Regions from separate parts of the Mus musculus genome. Here region 2 is linked to region 1. A link is a contact called in public HiChIP or PLAC-seq data. All regions are on one chromosome and are shown on one strand. Each heading gives the region's core, a stretch centred on a gene start, on an enhancer-like site or on the middle of the called end of the contact. The rest is flanking DNA. Distances are from core to core; before and after follow the strand shown.

Region 1 (7,092 bases), core at 2,323-4,822:
AGTTTGTCTCCTCCTCCTGTGGGGACCAGGAAGGCCTGGGGCTGAAGGCAGAAGCTTTAACCCTTTGGGTTGTCAAACAGTGTTCCAGTGGGGTCCAAATCCTCTGGTCTTATCTGCTGATTAATGGAAGTGGGGCCCCCAGATATACCTCTTCAGGATCTCCTTTTTGCCTTCATTAAGGGAATGTCTCTGCCTTCTTGGACTTTTGGTACAAGCAATTACATTTACAGATGCTTTGAAAACTGTCATTCCCTGTTAGCATCTTCCTTGGTACCAAGCCTCCAAGCCCCCAAGAGTAAGCAAAAAATCCCATTAGTCCCATGATTCAGGGACTAACTTGAGGGGCTCAGCTTGAGTCCTAGCAAAGGTGATTTTTGCAGTGATGGCATCTTGAGTTCTCCTTCTCCTCTTCCTCTTCTTCCTCCTCCCTTCTTCCTCCTCTTTCTCTTCCTCCTCCCCTTCCTCTTCCTCCTCCTCTCCCTCCTCCTCTTCCTCTTCTTCCTCCTCTTCTCTTCTTCCTCCTCCTCTTCCTCCTCCCTGTCTTCCTCCTCTTCCTCCTCCTTCTGGATATTTATTTCTTTGTGATGAAAAGGAATGAGGACTTGATCTGGGGGAAACTGAGAACAGCGGCACAAGAGTGAGGCCCTGAGTTTGATGCTCAGAACCCAGGTAACAATGCCAGGCCTGGTGGTGTGTGTGTGCTTGCAAGCTTGCCTGCTGTTCTGTTTAGGCTAATTGGTGAGCTCTAGGCCGGTGAAAGACCCTGTCTTGGCAGGAGGTGGTATTTTAAGGATGACACAAGGTTTTCCTCTGGTCTCTACATGAACACGTGTACCCAAACACACATGCTCTCTCATAAAGAAATTCAACTAGGGACCAGAAGGCTAAGTGACTCAGTGGTTAAGAGCACTTTCTCTTCCACAGAACCAGAGTCCCATGCCCAACCCACATGTCAGGTGGCCCATGACCAACCTCCTGCAGTCCTAGCTCCAGAGGATGCAGCACCTTCTTCTGGCTTCTACTGGCACCCACACACATGTGCACAGACACACATAACGGTAAAATACATAAACAAATCAAAGTATGAAACGGGGAAATTAACTTTAAAATTGTAAAACTTTCCTTAAAACATGATAGTAAGGTCTTGGCGCAAAACACCTTATTCTGGGCATTTTGCCTCATGCCAGAGCTTTGCTTGAAGACATTCTTTCCAAAATGATGCGGATGTCTGTGTCAGAGACATCTGCACAGGGTTCTCAAAGCCTGCTGAGCAGTGCAATGGGCAGAGTATGTAAGCCTGCGAGCTACTCTCTCCCCATTCCCGATCCTTGCCTAAGGTGCTGCCTGGCATTACCGTGCTTTAGCTCCTCCAGAGGATTGGCTGGGAGTCCCCCACCTGAGCCAGTGTAACATCTCCAAATCTCAGCCTGTAACTGTCTATCCGATGCCTGGAGTTGTTTAGAGGTCAAACAAGGTCACACGCGTATTTGAGATGGTTGCCTTATTTATCAGTTCAACCAATGGTTAAATAATTGCCTTGGTTGTATTGTTAAGATTGGTAATTTCTTTTCAACCTAAATATGTGCCTTAATCATATACTGCTTACCAAGAAAACCTAGTTTATAATTATATACCCACTAAATCTCAGTGACAGTTACAAATCAGTAGGAAATTGGTGATTTGCAGCAAAAAAGGCAGCAGCTTGCTTTATTTTTGGAAACAGGGTCTCTCATAGTCTAGAGAGGCCTTGAATTCACCGTGTAGGTAAAAATGACCTTGATCTTAGGGCCTTCTTGCCTCCTGTCAATTTATCAAATTACTATATGTATTGTATATATCTAACATACTTCCCCAAATACTTTATCTAATAATCAGAAAGCCTAAGTTTTAATTTATATTATATACAAAATGTGAACACACACAATGATGTAAGCATCTAAAATACATTACATAATCAGTGGTTGTTGTTGGGAAACTATGTGGCAGTTTTAAGGGGAGTCATGTACTTCTTCGTATAATTATGCAAATAAGTGAGCTAACTTGGTGATATGAGTTTTGTTTTATATTGTATGTACCATTTTGAAGCATTAGTAGCATAAAAATGTCAGACATTAAAATGCAGGGTTTTATTGGGGGGAGGGATCATGCTGTGTAAGCTATACTCTGCTGCATGCTTGCATGTAGTATTATGGATCAAGCTTAGGGCTTCATGCATGCCAGCCACACATTCTGCCAAATGATCAATGTTCTCGGCCCAAACCACATTCTCTAAGCGCTAGTTTGCGCAGCAAAACAGTTTCAGCAAGGTCTAGATGCTATGTTTTAGACAGCTTAGTAAAGAAACAAAGCTGTTAGGAAAAGGGGCTCTCTAAAGGTCGCTGATGGAACTAGGAGGCCCACTTTCCCTTTTTGCAAAGTCCATGTCTGTGACGTGAGAGAGCAGCAGAGCCGTGGAGTCAGGAAAGATGATGCTTACAAATGGGTTAGGAGGACCTCATCTTCGAACCCAGCACAGCAAACCATGATTTGGGAGTGAGACAAATAACATTTGGGGGTTCAAGGGATTATCGAGAAATGAGGTCAGCAGGTGTACAGGGGAAAGCAAGTTTGATGACGTCACGGTAGTAGTTTGGATAGGCTTTTTTTTTTAATTTGTCTTTTGAATGATGAAAGTGATAATATAAACTGACTTTAACAATTTCTGGTGTTTTAAGTGAAAAGTATAAATCTCTTAATCTTCAGACATAGTTGATATTAAAATTTTCTCCTTACGTTTTTCTATGACACCCCAAACAACTACATGCCACACGTTCATATGGGGTTTTGTTTGTTTTTTCTTTTAATTTCAAAACTGGATCTCCAAGAACCTCTCAAGTTAGGTCAGCATGTCCAAAAAATGTGTTTGGCAAAAATCCTCATCATTAATGGTACTCTAAGAAAAAAATGGCACTCTCAAATCACCCCCCGACCAAGGGTCATGTAAGTCCAAGCTTGTGGTTACAGACTCGGAGCCTACTCTATCTTGGTGATTCATGCTGTGTAACAGAAAATTAAAGGTTCTGAAAGGTCGGCAGCAATGAAATCTGACTGGATTTTCATGCATAGCATTTCTCTAAATTATTTTTGGTGTGAGTCGGGGAGCATCTTTTATCATTTGGTAGGGTTTTGGAATGTCTTAGGCAATACTCACCGACCGACCTCGGTCCCAACACCATCCTTCACTACCCACACTGGAACTTTGTGACCCAGGGAGGAAACCAGTTCATCTGTCTGTGTAATTAAGAAATAGCTACTGTGCCCCTGTCAGGAGCCATGTACTGGGGTGGCTGTTGGTGTCTAACAACAGGCAAGATGGCAGCGTGTCTGCCTCCAGGACTTACACGGTTGCAGCAACATTCCTGCCCTGGACCTGGGAATGGCAGACCCTCTGCAGGAAATCTTCCTTGGTGGTGGTGGTGGGAGCCTGGGAGCTGGAGACTAGAATTAGCCTGCTCGCTCACTCTTCCCATCACCTCCTGGCTACAGTTCCCCACACTCGCTCCTGCATAAACAGCGGCCCCTGGTCCAGCTGCAAGACTCCATGTGTTTGTTTACCCTGTATGTGCCAGCCTTGCACTAAGGCCTCCGTGCTTCATGAGTTAGGGAGAGCTGGCAGGGGCGAGGTGGGGGCTTTTAGCAGAAGGCAGGGGCTGACTGACTGACAGATGGACTGCAGCCTGCTTCACATTCACACAGTGGTATTTATTTAAAGTGTAGGCGTTTTAAAAGAGCTTGGTAATTGAGAAAGGAAAGGTTAGGGGTGGGACAAGGGACTCCGTGTGTATGCTTTGGGGGTCAGGGAGGGGGTGAAGAAAGTGAGTTTGAATAAGGTCAGATGGGAAAGTAAACTGTCATGATCCTAAAGTATAGCTACCAGCCAGAGCTGCAGCTTCACTCAGTGTGTGTGTGTGTGTGTGTGTGTGTGTGTGTGTGTGTGTGTGTGTGTGAGTGATGTTGTGTATGTGTGCGTGTATGTGTGTCTCTGTCTCTCTGTGTGTATGTGTCTGTGTGTCTATGTGTGTGCATGTGTGTGATGTGTGTGTATGTGTGCATGTATGTGTCTATGTGTGTATATGTACATGTGTGTGAATGTGTACAAGTGTGTGTGTGTCTGTGTATGTGAGTGTGTCCATGTCTGTGTGTGTATGTGTGCATGTGTGTGTGTCTGTGTATGTATGTGAGGGTGTGTGTGTGTGTGTGTGTGTGCATTTATGTGTGTGTGTCTGTGTGTGTATGTGAGGGTGTGTGTGTGTGTGTGTGCATGTCTGTGTGTTTGTGTGTCTATGTGTGTATGGGTATATGTGTGTGTGTCTGTGTATGTGTGTGTCTGTGAGTGTGTCCATGTCTGTGTGTGTATGTGTGCATGTGTGTGTGTCTGTGTGTTTATTGTGTTATGTGTGTGTGTGTCTGTGTATGTGTGTGTCTGTGTGTCCATACCTGTGTGTGTATGTGTGCATGCATGTGTGTGTGTCTATGTGTGTATGGGCGCACCATATGTGTGTGTCTGTGTGTCTCTATGTGTGTGTGTATATGTGTGTCTGTGTATGTATATGAGTGTGTGTGTGTGTCTGTGTATCTATGTGTATATGGGTACAACATATGTGTGTGTGTGTCTGTGTATGTATGTGTGTGTGTGTATGTCTGTGTCTGTGTATGTATGTGTGTGTGTGTGTGTGTGTGTGTGTGTATGTGTGTGTCTGTGTATGTATATGAGTGTGTGTGTGTGTATGTGTGCATGTGTGTGTGAGATGTGTGTGTATGTGTTCAAGTCTATGTGTCTGTATGTGTATGCATGTGTGTGTATATATGTGTGCATGTCTGTGTGTGTCTGTGTACGTGTCTGTGTGTCTATGTGTGTCTGTGTACATGTACGTGTGTGTCTGTGTATGTCTATATGTCTGTGTGTCTGTCTGTCTTTGAGGCAAATTGTGTACATAACTAGAATATTGGGAGTGGGTGGGAAGATGCCGATGAAAATAGCTAAACTGTAGCTTTAAGTCGCTGTTCATCACTGACGACCTAATTTGCACTTCCTTTATTCAGGAGGCTTTTCTAGTACAATCTGTATTTCCTCCCACATCGCAGTATGAGATAGATTTGTCGTTCGTACCAAACTGGTTCCCAAGGGAGAGGTCCACCATCCCTGGCTCAGTGCTGTTAAGTTCAAGATTTGGTGCCTTCCATAGCTTGGCCGGTTCACCCTTAGACTTAGTTCTTCATTTGAATCCCTCAGATGTCCTCCAGGCGAGCGAGCGGAGACTTGTGAGAACTGGGGAGAGAGAGAGGTTTAGGAATGCTCTTGCCCGGCTCAGTTCCAGAACCACACAGGACATCTTCCTTCAGTCTGGGTCACAGAACCTGAGAGCTTTTTGAGTCACGTGAAAGGTCTCCATGTGAGCCTGATGCTTTGGTTCGTAATCATTGTGAGGAAAGGATATAGAAAATGGCTTATGTCGTTATTGGCTGATTCAACAGGTGTTTTCTGAATACCTATATATGTGTTATGGCTGCAGATGCCCTGTGGATAAGAGTATCGCCATCGTGGAGCCTTTGCTTTAGCAGACAGGAGAATTAGTTGTGAAGACTTCCACAGGAAATAAGAGCCAAGTGCCTAGCCACTGGCTGGGGGGACACCTGACATGCCAATGGGATGACAACAAGCTTCTTCACATACCTACAACCTTTTGGTCCTACCCCACCTCCTCTCTCGTAAGCCCACTCTACCCAGCCCATGCTTGCTGGCAAGAGTGGGAAGGCTTGAGTACCATCTGACTTCATCTCTGGAAAAGAGCCACACAGAGCCAAAGCCTGTGGCGACGAAGGCTGCCTTCATCATTCCCTTATTCTGAGCTAGCACCGAAGCTCTCTGTCAGGAGTCTCCCAGATCTGAAGTGTGCAGACTGTGCTTAGGCCTGGGAGGAATAGGAGGTTTGCACAGCTTAGCACTCATTGGCTTAGAGCTTGCTTCCTATGTGTCAAGGAAGCAAACCAGCGATGTATGTGGTAAAAGTGAGACCCAGGAGACCTTGCCACACTAACTTCTGTTAGGTTGCAGCCTTTGTCCTGGGACCATCAGACTTTGACTCTCCTGGGACTGGGTAAGAAATAAATATGGATGATAGAAGGAAAGTTCCTTTTGGGCTTTATAAACTGTGCTGTCTTTGAGAGCTGGCTTTCTAAACTCTGGCACATGCGTGTGTGCCCAAACATATATGAACACATGTGTGGATGGTAGTAACGTGTGTTCACATTTCTTTCATTATTCCTCTGATGCCTGTACTTAGTGATTAGTGAAATCAGTCTATCATGTGACTCATCTTTCCTGAGGCCATTCATGCTGGAGTTTAATTTAGGTCTAGCCAAAAGATGTCAGAGAAGCTGACCTCGGTTTTCTCCATATCCCTCTTAGCCCTCTGGACAATGTATGCAGCTTCCTGGACTGAACTACATTCAGTCACCCCCAGGGCCCTACTCTTCTCTGCAGGAGTGAGTGACTTGTGGTTATCAGCAGTGAATCTGTCTCCTCTTAGTGTGATCACTAGACAGGATAGATGCCCTTGCTTTTTCTTACTCAACTCCCCATCCGAATTCTGTTGTCCTTCTGCATGGTTTGGAGGAAGCACCTTCCTGAGGTCTTGCATATGGCTGAGTACTAGCCTGTTTCTAGGAGAATTTCCTTCTATAATAGCACCCTGTTCTTGGGGCCCCTTGTTTTCACTGGGAACTTACAGGCAGACACAGTGTGTTGGACTTGCTCTGAGCCTATGTGTGACAGTGGGCTTTGTGCTAATACACTGATTCCCTTGCCCTGAGAGATAGGACTTGAAGCTTTTAGGATCTACTTTAATTATATGTCCTGGAAATGGTTTGAATTTTACCTTTAAAAAAAAACCAACTATCTCTCCAGGCTATAAAATCTTAGCCTTTCCTTTTTGTCCACTCTAAGCATCAGGAGATTTAGAAGTACATATACTTGTTCTCTCTCCAGGGACTACAGTGTTTGAATTCACTCAGTGATGTGTTGTAGAGGATAGTTCTGGCCGCCCCCAGCAT
Region 2 (7,092 bases), core at 2,328-4,827, 140 kb before region 1:
GAGATGGTGTGTCACTGGGGGTCGGCTTTGAGGTTTCAAAAACTCATGCTGCCATTTCTTGTTCTTCGCCTCCTGTTAGCAGTTTAAGACGTAAGCTTTCAACTCTTCCTGCTACCGTGCCCTTGTTCTGCCATCATTTTGGACTCTAATTCTGTGGTACCATAAGCACAATAAAACACTTTCTTTTACAGGTTGTCTTGGTCATGGTGTTCCATCACAGCAATAGAGAAGTAACTGATCCAATTCCCTTAGTCCAACTGTGGTGTTATAACATTGTATTCCAGACGAGGTAACTGATAATGAGCAGAAATTCATTACCTCACAGTTCTGGAAGGCAAACAGTCCAATATCAAGGTGTTGCCACCTATTGAAGGCCTTCTTGTTGGAGCAATACATGGCAGAAAGCAAAGAGAGATGGAGACCAAGCTCAGTCCTGCAGAGCATCCTTAATCCCACCAACAAAGTAAGAGATCACATGGCCCAGTCACCTCTTTCACATTCTACCTCTTAATACCATTACAGTGGCATATAAATGCTGCATAAGAACTGCAAGGAACAAATGACTATTCAACCCATATCTCTTAGTTAGGGTTTTACTGTTGTGAACAGATACCATGACCAAGGCAACTCTTATAAGAACAACATTTAATTGGGGCTGACTTACAGGTTCAGAGGTTCAGTTCATTATCTTTTAGGCAAGACCATGGCAGCATCCAGGCAGGCATGGTATAGGTAGAACTGAGAGTTCCCCATCTTCATCTGAAGGCAGCTAGTGGGAGACTGGTTTCTAGGAAGCTAGGATAAGGGTCTTAAAGTCCAAGCCTACAGTGACATACCTATTCCAATGAGGCCACACCTATTCCAACAAGGCCACACCTCCAAATAGTGCCACTCCCTGGGCTGAGCATATATAAACCCTCACACCATACAACTAGGAAATAGAATGTGCCTCACTGATAACGTCACACCTCACCTTAAGAAGATCAACCAACCTCATTCATCACTCAGTACATTTGACTTTTTTCATGCAAAAGCAACTTCACTGGAGAGGAAAACTCATTTAATAATTCCTGTCTCAAGTCTATACATAAAACAGACTGGATAAACATCTTTATTATATCTAGGCTATGTGCTGGTTTATTATTTCACAGCACCTCCTAGATTAATTTACCTTAAAAGGTGCATGGACCATAGATATAAACAGGTGTCTTTTTTTTTAATCTGTAGAAACAAAGATATGGCAATCGACTTTTGCTTATTTAATTCAGGCTCAAGACAATCCATCATTACACTTTTATGTATGGACAAGATGATGAAGTGATGATGTCTTACTACTTAGAGAGTCAATGGACCAGCGACAAGGGTATCTCTGGAGAACTTCCAACTGTAGAGTCTCAAAATCCTACTCAGAATCACCCGTTTAGTGAGCTGCCATGTCATCTGTCAGCATATTAAAGTTTGAAGGACAGGGAACTACAGCAGATTTGCTAAGGAGATGGTATTGGCTATGCACTGCAGAAGGTATCATTAATAAGAAGCTTAAAGATTCTACGGGAATCTTAAGGCACCGTGCCAGGGGTGATGTGTTGACAGTATAAAGTAGCGGCAGTCTTCAGCCAAATTCTTCTGAATATGGTCTTCCCAGTAATTCCTTGACTGCAATACCCAGGAAATAAAAGCCTGCAGCTTAACCCTTGGGCTCTAAGGCTTACGTTCTACAACCTGGCTCTAACTTCTTCCACCACAGTACCCTTTTCTTGGGCCTCCCTACTCTGCCTTTCACAGATGGCTGGATGAGACAGAATAGGACTGTCTCCCTACTCCAGCCTTTAGTGACTCCCTCACTAGGCCAGGCCTCAGGAAGGAAGGAACTGAGACTATGAATAACCCAGGCACACATTGCTGCAGACCGTGTTTTTCTCTAGTGTGTCGTCGCCTGCTATTTTTAGCCCATCCTCATTCTCATCTCCATCTGGATGAACAGACAACTCTAAGCATTGTGCTCATTGTTTTCTATTAGCATCTGGTATTTTCCTATCAGGTCTTTCCTAAGCCTTTCTCTGTTTTGAATCATGAGGAAGGCCCGGTGTTCATGTAAAAGAGCAATGACAGCAGACTCAGAGTAAGAAAACTCTTCCGGAGCAATGTGGGTTCTGGAAACATGTTTTAATCCATTTTTAAGCCACATCATTGAACCCCTGCTTGTAGCAGATGGTATTCCTAGATGTGGTTTGCTTGAACAAGATGGCCATTTGTCTTAAGAAGACTCGCTGTAATAGATGGGCTGGCAACATATAGATGAGGAATACAGCTTTAGACAATAAGTTGGGCTGTGGAGAGAATGTGGAGTCCTGGGAGACACAACGGAGCATGAATTGTGGATCCTAGTACCTTCAGCTCTCCTTGGACAGGAAGAACTCTCCATCTTGGCAGCTTTTAAGCTCAAATGTATTTGAGGAGAGGGAAGAATCTATTCAAATACCCAGGGCAGGTGTTCCAAGCATGTGGTGAGAGAATGCTAAAGTAACAGGAAATGTTATGTTATGATAAGCATTAGGTGAATAGGAAGGGAGAAAAAGGTGATCCAGGAGTTAAAGAAAAATCTTCTAAGTACAATGATCTCTGTGATTCTGAGGAGGGAAAGGAGGAATGCCACAAAAGAGGAGAAATGAAAGAGGGAGAAAAAGAAGTCATGGGTCATGGGAGTGGTCAGGATGGTCAGGAGAATTCGCTGCCCCAAACTCCAAGCAAAGCAGCAGGGGTCTCTGACCAGGATCTGTGGCTAGACTGTGCTTCTCCTTTATAAGTCAGAGAGCTGCCAAGGAAAACAATAGCAAGCAAGACTGAGGCCGGAGGCCGAGGCAGCACTTAGGAACAAGACACCTGAAGAGACCTGAGTCAGGAATCTAATCCCGAGCAAGATCTAAGTAGGGATGTAAAGGCTTGCTCTAAGAACCTGTACAGCTACTTCAGAGCCTTCTGCCCCGAGAGCCTTCACAGTCTGCTGTGATACTCACACAAACACACTGACATATGACTATATGTGTGTATGTGTATATGGTGTGTTTCGGGATCACGGGGTGTGCCCGGGCAGAGGGAAAGAAAGAAGAGAAAGCCATTAAAAGCCTTGCTGAGAAAGGTATTTCTTGTGGACAAAAAAGAATCAGGCCCCTCGCTCCCTACTGAGCCCATTTCTCCTGCCTTTACCCGAGCTGTCAGGCATGAATCTCTGTAGCATTCCGTAACTAATTGACAGTAATGGGAGCCATTGGAAACCTAAGAATACATGGCATTACCCAGCATGCACTGCAAGGAAGGGGGGCTGCCTAGGGGCAGCTGTGAGGGGAATAAAGCCAGGCTGCCTTTTAAACTGGTTTTTTTTTCTTCTTCTTCTTCTTCTCTTTTTCTTCTTCTTTTTTTAAAATTGAAGGTAGGATGTAAACGGACGGAGGCGCAGAGTTAGGTGAACTTCTACTTCAGCCTAAAAATTAAAAGCTTGTAAATCCTATATCTCATCCCGAGTGAGCATGTCTTAGGAGTCTAACCCACATGGAAGAAACAGATGGAATTTCAATTAACCCCAGGGCCCCCCTGTGAAATCTATATTGTACCCTCTGGATTTACAACATATTGTAATATATGGCTGCAGGCTCTGGAGATTCCGTCGCAAATCAACCCTCTTTATTCCAGAGGTTCAGAAAAAAAAAAAAAAAAGGCTACAAAAGCCCACTTCATAATCAAATGTGGCGAACTTTCTACCACTTCGTCCTTGGGGTAGACACCCAAGCTTAATCCTACAGCAGATCTTCCTCATTGGACAGTCTCAAGTCTCTCCATCTATTTTTCCCTCTTCTATTAATGATGATGTTTATGGAATGAAGCTTCTCATCCCAGACAGGAAATTGAGAAAACCTACACCATTATCCCACGTCAACTGGTGACTCACCGCACCCGCTTAGAGAATTATCTCCTGAAGGCTTTTTGTACTTTAAATACCCATATCTTCAGAGAATGGAGCCACGGTGACTAACGAGTCAGTTCTACCTTGGCCATGGCAGTCACGTGGAATTGTAAAGGGTGGAACCACTAAAGAATTTCAAGTTATTTTTCAAAACAGAATTTTTCAAAAACAGTTACTTTTTTTCAAAATAACAAAATTGTTTCTGAGGTGCCCCTAAACTCGTGGCTTTGGCTTTCATTCCTATTATTTCTTAATGGCCCTAACTGTCTGCCTTTGTTCCTTATTTCAAAAATAGCATCCATACAAAGATTAAACGTCTCAAATCCGAAAATAAATAAATGATTTGGGATTTTTAAATACTAGAGACATATTTTTATGCTCACTTTTATTCTTAAAGCACTAACTTGTTCCTAAAACTGCATTTCAGTTTTTCTGCAAAGATGATGTTCTCTCATGCAGCATTTTGACATTACTCACCAGGATATAACTCTTATTATCCAGCATCCACTGCAAGGTTTGCCTCTGGATCTTTAGAAGGTAACTCTTGGATATCAGATAAGTGAGATTCCTGTAGAAATCAAAACAAAACAAAACAAAACAAAACAAAACAAACAAACTCGCAGAACTCAAGCAAGTCTTTTGGAAAGATTACTGATCAAAATGTGATGTGGGTTTTCTGTCTGGCTCCAAGATGACCATGAGGAGCTGTGGGCAATGACTGTCGTCAGAGCTGGCTTTTAACTAGACTCACAGACATGCTGAGCTGGAAGGAATATGATGATCCACTCCTGAGACAGCCAGGGTCCTGAGGTATTGTGGCCACAAGGTGCTCACCAGACGGTTCCTCTTCACCGGGTCAGAACTGAAGACCTCTCCACTCAGCTCTTCTTTTGTTCCGCCCAGTCCACAGCCTACCAGAAGCCCCACCATCTGCTGCTCTCCTCACCTCTATCCTCTACCTACCACTGCTCATCTGAACCAGGAAGCCCATTACCTGCTGAGAGCCTCTCTAGAGCACAGAGACTGATACTGTGCAAGGAGCAGGGCCACCAGGGGAAGTCACAGATGCGGGAGACTCATTCTTTTGAATAGGTCTCAAACTTCCACTCAAAGGTTGGAAGAGAACTTTTGATGAACAAGTCTTCCTATTTCTACCAGGATTGGTCTATCCCCTTAAGCTAGTTTTTAATCAGAAATGAATACGATGTTTTCAGGTTCTCTTGTTTTGTACATAGTCTCTTGTCTTGTATATATTAATATCAGACCATCAGACACCATCTTGAACTAATTATTAATTTTTTTTCTTCATCTGAGCAAAAATACTGATTTGTTATTAAACCCAGACCAACATTCTTTCTACCCATATCATTCCTACCTTATACAGCGTTTACTCGGGAACTACAAATGTGTGGTTCCTGACAAATGACATATCAACCTGGGTTTTTACTTCTTTTATTTTGCCTGTTTATAATGGATGGACATCAGGCATCTTCCCACAGTGCTGTGCACCAGGCATTGCTCTCAACATTTTCTGTACATGTGTTTCCTAACCATTGCACTGACCTGCAGCATTATCTTCCTTGACCAACAAGAGGCTATTAATGTTGTAAGCAGCTCTGAAGGACCCTCTTGTTCCTCACCACATCTGTGGTTACTGCTAGGTGACAGGTTTTTCTGGTGGCCTGTTCATCTGCAGAATTGGAACTTACCTTCTGGAACATAGTCAGTCTTTTTCTAGACAACCCTAAGACTGCACTGTTCACAACCTCTTGTCTGAGACTTCCTGGCTTTTGATTGGCAACTTTAACCCCAGGTATCTCTTTTTCTTCTTGTTCATTAAGCTCAGCTCCCAGCACCACCCGAACTAAAAGATGGAAAGGAAAACGACAAGAGATCATCTAGAGGACCTGGGAAATGTCTTAATTGGAAAAAATGGGGCAAATGCACTAGATAATTCAGTAGCAAAGTTTTGGTGGTGGTGGTGGTGCTGTTGCTGCTGCTTGCTTCTGTTGTTGTTGTTGTTTTGTTTTTCCCTATCTTTCCTCAAGACTTCAATCCATGATTTCTTTAATGCCTTTGTTGGACCAAGAAAGCAGCTGCATGTACTAAACAGACGCGTTTTTCTACTAGATCTTTCTCAGGAATCCATTTGCTCTTTGGTTTCATTTTCCCTGAAAGTCTCTGCTGGCCTTTCCCACAGGTATCTATTCACTTCTTTGAATGTTCTTGGCATTTACTCACACAGACAGGGCCTTGCTGCCAAGGCCTTGTTTATTATCTTGACTGGGATTTGTTCTCTGTTCATTTACCTTATGGGTATATTAGCTTTGGAGCCAGGTTCCAGGGAAAAGGGCTATTGCGTTACTACGCAGAATCTGCAGAACCTTGTGGAGGTGGAACAACATTTTCCAGCCTAGGAAGAATGTTGTGTGTAAGTGGCAAGTCTGTGCACATAGCTCAGTGGGAGGGTGCTTGCCTTGCATGTGTGAAATCCTGGGTTTGATCCCTAGCATTGAAAGTAATAATAAATCAATTAATAAGTAAAGAACATATTTCCCTTCTGCTCAGTACAAGAACAGGGGGCTAAAATTGGAAATGGCAACACACAGCCAAAAATACAGGACTTAAGAGGCCAAGACAGAAAGATTGAAGCCAGAAGTTCAGAGATGGTATGGGATAGATGGTATGGGATACAGGGTGAGTTCTGGGCCAGCCTGGGCTATGGAGTGAGAATGTGTCTCGAAAACCAAAAACAAGAACACTAAATTTGTTAGGGAACTGGACCAGGAAAGGGGGAAAGTTAGTCAGGACTCGGCAAGGCTTATAGAAAGACAATCCTAGGTATGGCAGGAGTCCAGACAGCAGCACAATTGAGAAACTGAAACTGAGGCCCCCTGTGGTAGAGGAACCATAGAAGACCTACTAGGATTTTGGAAGATGGTAGTTTCAGCTCAGAGTACCCTCCACACCAAAGCAGAGACTTATTCCTGTAGCAACTGTGGAGAAAAGCCCAGGAGAAACATTCGCACTGAGAACAGCATGGAATCCCCTGGGATGCCAGAAGGGAAGATGTTTCTAGAAAAGCTCCTACATAGCTACATGCTTTGCCAAGAATGTTTGAATGGGCCATT

The links. HiChIP or PLAC-seq counts read pairs in DNA pulled down with a chosen protein or histone mark.
Region 2: an H3K4me3 HiChIP or PLAC-seq map of embryonic basal ganglia shows a contact between it and region 1, with 2.8 times the contacts expected there. The contact joins two enhancer-like sites. A contact is called at or near these places in 13 of 115 datasets of contacts at active chromatin or transcription factors (craniofacial prominence, differentiating embryonic stem cells, embryonic basal ganglia and 9 more) and 1 of 9 other capture datasets (embryonic stem cells).

The regions. Positions count from the first base shown.
Region 1 is chr16:44,535,096-44,542,187 of GRCm38.p6, reverse strand. The region is part of intron 1 of Boc (biregional cell adhesion molecule-related/down-regulated by oncogenes (Cdon) binding protein); the gene reads left to right. Gm30064 (a long non-coding RNA gene) reads right to left here. Exons shown (of 2, transcript XR_876086.3): 2 at 5,059-5,308. Among named protein-coding and RNA genes, the nearest start is that of Gm30064, 8.3 kb to the right of the region's middle. Within about 2 kb of position 3,572, at least 48 of the 459 cell types and tissues checked have an H3K27ac peak or open chromatin away from gene starts, as enhancers often do. A contact at or near this core is called in embryonic basal ganglia and embryonic brain, where this site is marked.
Region 2 is chr16:44,675,771-44,682,862 of GRCm38.p6, reverse strand. No RefSeq gene overlaps it. Among named protein-coding and RNA genes, the nearest start is that of Gm30311, 19 kb to the right of the region's middle. Within about 2 kb of position 3,577, at least 72 of the 459 cell types and tissues checked have an H3K27ac peak or open chromatin away from gene starts, as enhancers often do. A contact at or near this core is called in embryonic basal ganglia and embryonic brain, where this site is marked.